Regions from separate parts of the Pan paniscus genome. Here region 2 is linked to region 1. The links are chromatin contacts, called in public Hi-C maps. All regions are on one chromosome and are shown on one strand. The core of a region is the stretch at or near the end of the contact, and the rest is flanking DNA. Distances in the headings are between cores, read along the strand shown. Region 1 holds the start of NXPH3 (neurexophilin 3). Region 2 holds the start of TAC4 (tachykinin precursor 4).

The links. Hi-C and Micro-C count contacts between places; a contact is called where the count stands out from the background.
Region 2: a Hi-C map of induced pluripotent stem cells shows a contact between it and region 1, with 6 times the contacts expected there. The contact joins the promoter of TAC4 here to the promoter of NXPH3 in region 1. A contact is called at or near these places in 2 of 3 Hi-C or Micro-C datasets (fibroblasts and induced pluripotent stem cells).

Annotation. Positions count from the first base shown.
Region 1 is chr19:65,759,174-65,761,873 of NHGRI_mPanPan1-v2.0_pri, reverse strand. It overlaps NXPH3 (neurexophilin 3), which reads right to left and starts at 1,296. Exons shown (of 2, transcript XM_003818046.6): 1 at 826-1,296. The coding sequence starts at 879.
Region 2 is chr19:66,034,079-66,036,778 of NHGRI_mPanPan1-v2.0_pri, reverse strand. TAC4 (tachykinin precursor 4) reads left to right here and starts at 1,355. Exons shown (of 2, transcript XM_063599247.1): 1 at 1,355-2,700.

The DNA of each region.
Region 1 (2,700 bases), core at 47-2,546:
GAAGGGAAGGGCTCTTCCCACAGTGGCATGGGGCGGTGGCAAGGGGCTTGTTGATTAAAGGGGCAGGTCCAGATGTGGGGCTGAGGCTTCACGACAGTATTGCGGGGAGGGTCAGCGGGTGCTCGGTCGGAGGGGAGTTAAGCCACGGGCTGGGTTCGGGGAGGGGATCCCCGGCGCCCTGGGTCGCCGAGAAGCCGCGAAGCCGGCGCACGGGGAGCGGGCTCTGGGCGCTCCGCTCAGCTGCCGCGAGTGCCTGGGGCGGGAGCCGCCTGCCCAAGTCCTGTGGGGCTCCGGCTGCGCGCAGCCGGGAGAGCAGAGGAAAACAACAGGCGGGGAGGGAGGGAGCGGGAGGGAAGGCGGGAGGGGAGGGACGCGGGGGCCGCCCCCCGCCTGGACCGACTCTGTGCTCTGGGGGACCCAGAACCCGGGGCTCTCTGAGTCCCAGAGGTCAGGGGAAAAGCCTGCAGGTCACCAGCTCCACGACCCGCGCCCCACTCGCCCCCCGCTTCAGCGGTCCTGAGGCTCTGGGAAGGGGTCGGGTAACCCTGGCGACCCGGCTCGAGGCCTTTTTCCGAGCGCTGGTCGCACCTCCAGCCACCCGCTGCGGAGTGGGTGGGCCAGCCAAGCACCCTCTCCCCGCCCCTATTAACCCTATCTGTCCAGTCTCCGGCCTCGGACCCGCCCTCTCCCCCAGCCTCCAGTCTTCCCCGCCATCCCCGGGATGTCGGGGGAAGGGAGAAAGTTTCAGGGCTCGCAAGCTTCCCGCGCTCTCCCCCGATCCTCCGGGCCCCCGCCCCTCTGCGCAGCTCCCCTCGGACCACTCACCAGATAGAGGCTACCCTGCACCAGGAACACGAAGCAGCAGCGAGTCAGTTGCATCTTCCTCCTCCGCTCTCGTCCCCTCGCTCTCCCCTTCTCTTTTCGGGGTCCCAGGCCTCCTTCCCCTTCCTGCTCCTTCAGGCGCGCCGTCCCATGCTCCAGTCCCCGGCGGCCCGCGGCCCTCCCCTCAGCGGGTCGCCCAGGGCCGACCCCGCCCCCTTCGGTCCAGCTGTGCAGCCGCCGCCCCCCTCCCCTGGTCCAGCTGCGCGCGGCACGGCCCCCGCTCGAGGTCCCAGATGTGCGCCCCGAGCGCCTCGAAGGGCCCCAGCTGCGCCGTGGCTCTGCTGCTCCAGATCTGCGCTCGGCGCCCCCCTCGGCTCCAGCGGCGCCGCTCTCGCCCAGATGTGCTGGGGACCTGCGCGCGCGCCCGTCCTTGGTGCTAATTCCCCAGACCAGGCTGCTCCACCCGCCCCGTCGCGGCGCGCCCCCTGGCGGACGCCCCCAGCCGCGCGGAGCCCCGGCCGCCCGCTCCCCGCGCTGCGCCCCGCCAGACTAGAGCGCTCCTGGCGCCCAGGCGGCTCCCGCTTCCTCGTCCCTCCCACCGGCGGCGGCGGCGGCGGCGGCAGGTACAGTGAGCCCAGCCGGTACCTCCGGAGTTAACTCCTCCCCTGCCGGCCCGCAGCCCGGGGACCTAGGACGCCGGCTCTCCATCCAGGAGAGGACGGCACGCGGGGGCGGAGTAGCTCTTGGAGAGGAAGGGAGAGGGTGGTGTCCAGGGGATACGGACCCTACCGTTTCCACCTCTTTTGCAGGGCGCCCGTTCCCCGGGAGCGGGCAGCAAGAATCGGCTGCCCTGCCCCCAACTCAGGAGTCCTGGAATTAAGAAAGATCCTTTTTTTAAAAAACCCATTCTAAGAGCCAAAACCTGTGCTGAGGGAAGTCCTTCTGGGTGTCTAGCCTGCACTCCTTTTGTTATGATGTCTGCTCCTTCCCTCTTCTACTTTACTTGGAGGGGCTGAGATAATCCCTGGACCTTCTCGGTCCAGCCACTGTGACAGGAAGTATTTGGCTGGGCCCCTGGGCTGAAAAGGCTGTTAGGGGCCAGGCTAGATTCTGGGGCCGGGGGCAGGTCCTGAGAAGCTGGAGAGTGAGGGGAGCAAGGCCTTCCTGGAGCCTGTCCCTTCATTATTCACTACTTACCCTCTCTATGCCACAGGGGTCACCAGGCCGAGAGTGGCTCCTGTCCCAGTGGGGTCCCTGCAAACCTCCAGGGCAAGGAGGAAGAACACGACCCTGATCTGAGATTCCCAAAGATGGGGGCCCATCCTCCATCACCCCCACTCCATATCTTCAGGTCTCCCTCCTGGAATTCCAGGGTCCCTTTAGTCTGTAGAAAAATGAAAGGTCAAGTCCTGGCACCCCTTGGAGGCTATGAAGGTGAGGAGGCACCCCATCATTTGAAGTGGTCCCAGCTTGGGCTGGGCCCAAGGAGCACAGTGGGTGGGCACTCTGCTCTGTGGCCCTCCAAGGCCCAGCTCGGTCCCATGGCTGCAACCCCGGCACGCACCCAGCCTCCTCCCCCACCATCTGCCAGGCGGGTGCACGGAGAATGCAGATGAATCTTAATATCAGCCTGGGCCAAGTGCGATGAGGGAGACAGATTCTGCAAAACCCAGACAGCATCACAGAGCCCCCTGCATTTCCAGGCACCCTGGGCCATACCAAGATGCAACAGCTCTTTCTTGGTGTTGGTGGGGGGTGGGGTGGGTGGTGGCATGCATGTCTAGTCAAAGACCCCCCAAAGCCGGGGAGGCAGGAACAGGCAAATCTTTGTTTGGCCTCTAAGCCTCTGGTCCGGCTGGGAGGGAGAAGCTGTTGGCC
Region 2 (2,700 bases), core at 106-2,605, 270 kb before region 1:
TCAAGATGAAAGAGCCCGCGAGCAGCAGATAGGTCTAGGTTCGAATCCCGCCTCTGCCCCTTAATGGCTGGAGGCCTTCTCCCAGCGCCGGCCTGTAAAATGGGCCCATCACGCACCGACTTTGGCTGGAGGAGGCGTTCAGGAAATGTCAGCTTCCTGCCCGCATCCGCCCTCATCTCACGTTTCCCTCTGCTTCCCCCCTCCTTTTAGTTTTGTTTTAAATCCCTCCCTCCTGCGCCCTTTCTCTTCTCGGCTCCGCAATCTTAGCCAAACCGCAGCGTTTAGCAATCCTGCGCCCACCCGGCGCCCTGGGAGCCTCGCCGCGGCCGCGACCCGCCCCCGGCCCGGCTCCCGCGGGGGCGCCACCGCCGAGACATACCCCGCCGGGGGTCGCACGCCGCCCCCAGCCCGGCTCACCTGGGGGTCGCACCCCGACTTGCGCACGGCCCTGCCCCAGCCCACCCCGGATCGGCCGGGTCCCTCCTCTGGCGGCAGCGCCGCAGCCCACCCGCCCCCGGGGCCGCGGGGACCGGGCGGAGCTGGACGCACCGGCCAGGGCCGTGCCCGGGTGGCCGAGGGCACCGGGAGGGGCGGCGGGCTCGGCCGCCAGGACTGCCAGCGCCAGCCTGACCGCAGCCCGAGGGCGACGCTGCAAATAGCCGCGGTTTCCAGCCTGTGCCCTGCCTCCCTCCCAGCCTTCCGGACCTTTTGGGTTTTCTCTGCCTTCTTCCCGTCGCCCTCTCCTTTCTGCCCCGTGCCCCCCGCCTCGTCCCTGCTGTGCGCCCACCACATCCTGCCTCATGCAGGACGGCTCTGGCGCTGACGAGGTCGGGATCATGCAGGATGGCTCTGGCACTGGCGAGGTCGGGAGACTGAGAGGGGGCCAGGAGACCAGCGCTCCTTAGAAGGAATAAAATCATCCTCCTCCTCATCATCACAGCAATTAAGTTAGGGTTAACTGAGCGCGTGCTGTGTGTCAGGGACTCTGCTGAACGCTTTACCGGCAGGAATTCATGAAATCTTTACTACACACTAGGAGGGTCAGCGTCAATTTGCAGATGGAGAAAACTAAGGCTCAGACACTCAGTAGAGACTAAGGTCACCCCATCTGCATCGGGAGAATGGAAGGCTATCTCCCCTGTCTAGAGGCCCAGGCTGTGATTCTGCCTGAAACCCTGTGGGTAAGACCCCACTGGAAGGTGGGAAAGAGCTGGCTGGGGGGTCCAAGCCAGTCGGCCAATGAATTCTCAGTGTATCCTACAGCAAGCCCGGCCTGCCTCAGTTTCCACACCTGTGAAACCAAGAGGATGAAAGGCAACATTTTGTTTCCTCTAAGGAAGAACCTGTTAATGACAATGGAAAACCCCAAATGGAGTGTGAGGCTTTAGGTGTCCTGCGCTTGGGGGAGCTCAGTGGGAGGCTGGGGGACTGCCTCCCTGCAGAGTTGGGAGCAACCCACAAGCCAGGACTGGCTGCCTGGGAATTAGGTTAAGCTGGGGAAGCTGCATTTTAGCAAATTTGGGGATTCTGAAGCCTTCCAGTTTAGAACCCACCAAAAAGATTCCCGAAATTGGGTGGGGGGAGGGGGTAGTCCTCCCTCAAACACTCCATACTTACCCTTAATCATCTCTGACTTGGCTGGCCTGGATTCAGGGTGAGTGCAGGTTTCTTAAGGACCTACCGTATGCCACGCACACATCTGTCACAGCCCTACTCTCAGAGAGCTCATGGCAAAGTCAACAACCACATGGCTGACTAGCAGAGATGCCCTCAGCCCAGCTGTCCCTTTTGGGAGAACTGGAGCCAAGCTGCTTCTTCCAGGGGTGAACACCCCGAGCTAGGCTGCACAGATCAGTGAGCAGAGCTGGGGATGCGTTTCACCTCCACTGGCCCCCTCCGCAGCCAGCCTTGTGCAGGACACAACCTGCACAACTTCACATAAAGGCCCGTGGGATGCCATAGAGATCCAAGTGGCAGATGTTGGCAAAAGGAGCCAATTACTTCTTGCTAGAGACAGGAATAGAGAGAGAAGAATTCTATGGAAGAGGCGAGTATTAAGCTGGATCTTTAAGAATGAATGGGAATTCACCAGGCGGAAAGGGAGGTCCAGCAGAGGCAACAGCCTGTCCTGGAACAGGGGTAGGGGTGGACTGGGAAGGAGCACGTGCCTTTCCCTTGCTCCCACCGCTACGCTGTCACATGTCAAACCAAACGTAGCTTATCTGCCAACCAGAGGTCTCCATGCCTGAACTGTGATATGCTACAGGATCAATGTCTTACTCATCTTCTACTACCCACTGCCTCACCCAATGCCGATAACAGTAACAGTAATAATGGTCAAGCCAGGTGCGGTGGCACATGCCTGTAATCCCAGCACTTTGGGAGGCCGAGGCAGGCAGATCACCTGAGGTTGGCAGTTGAAGACCAGCCTGACCAACATGATGAAACCCTGTCTCTACTAAAATACAGAAATTAACCAGATGTGGTGGTGGGCGCCTGTAATCCCAACTACTCAGGGGCTGAGGCAGGAGGATTGCTTGAACCCAGGAGGCAGAGGCTGCAGTGAGCTGAGATCGCGCCACTGCACTCCAGCCTGGGCAACAGAGCCAGACTCCGTCTCAAAAAAAAAAAAAAAAAAAAAAAAGTCAGCAGGTGGTAAATATTGACCATCACGCTTTATGCTAAGTGCTCCAGGGCATT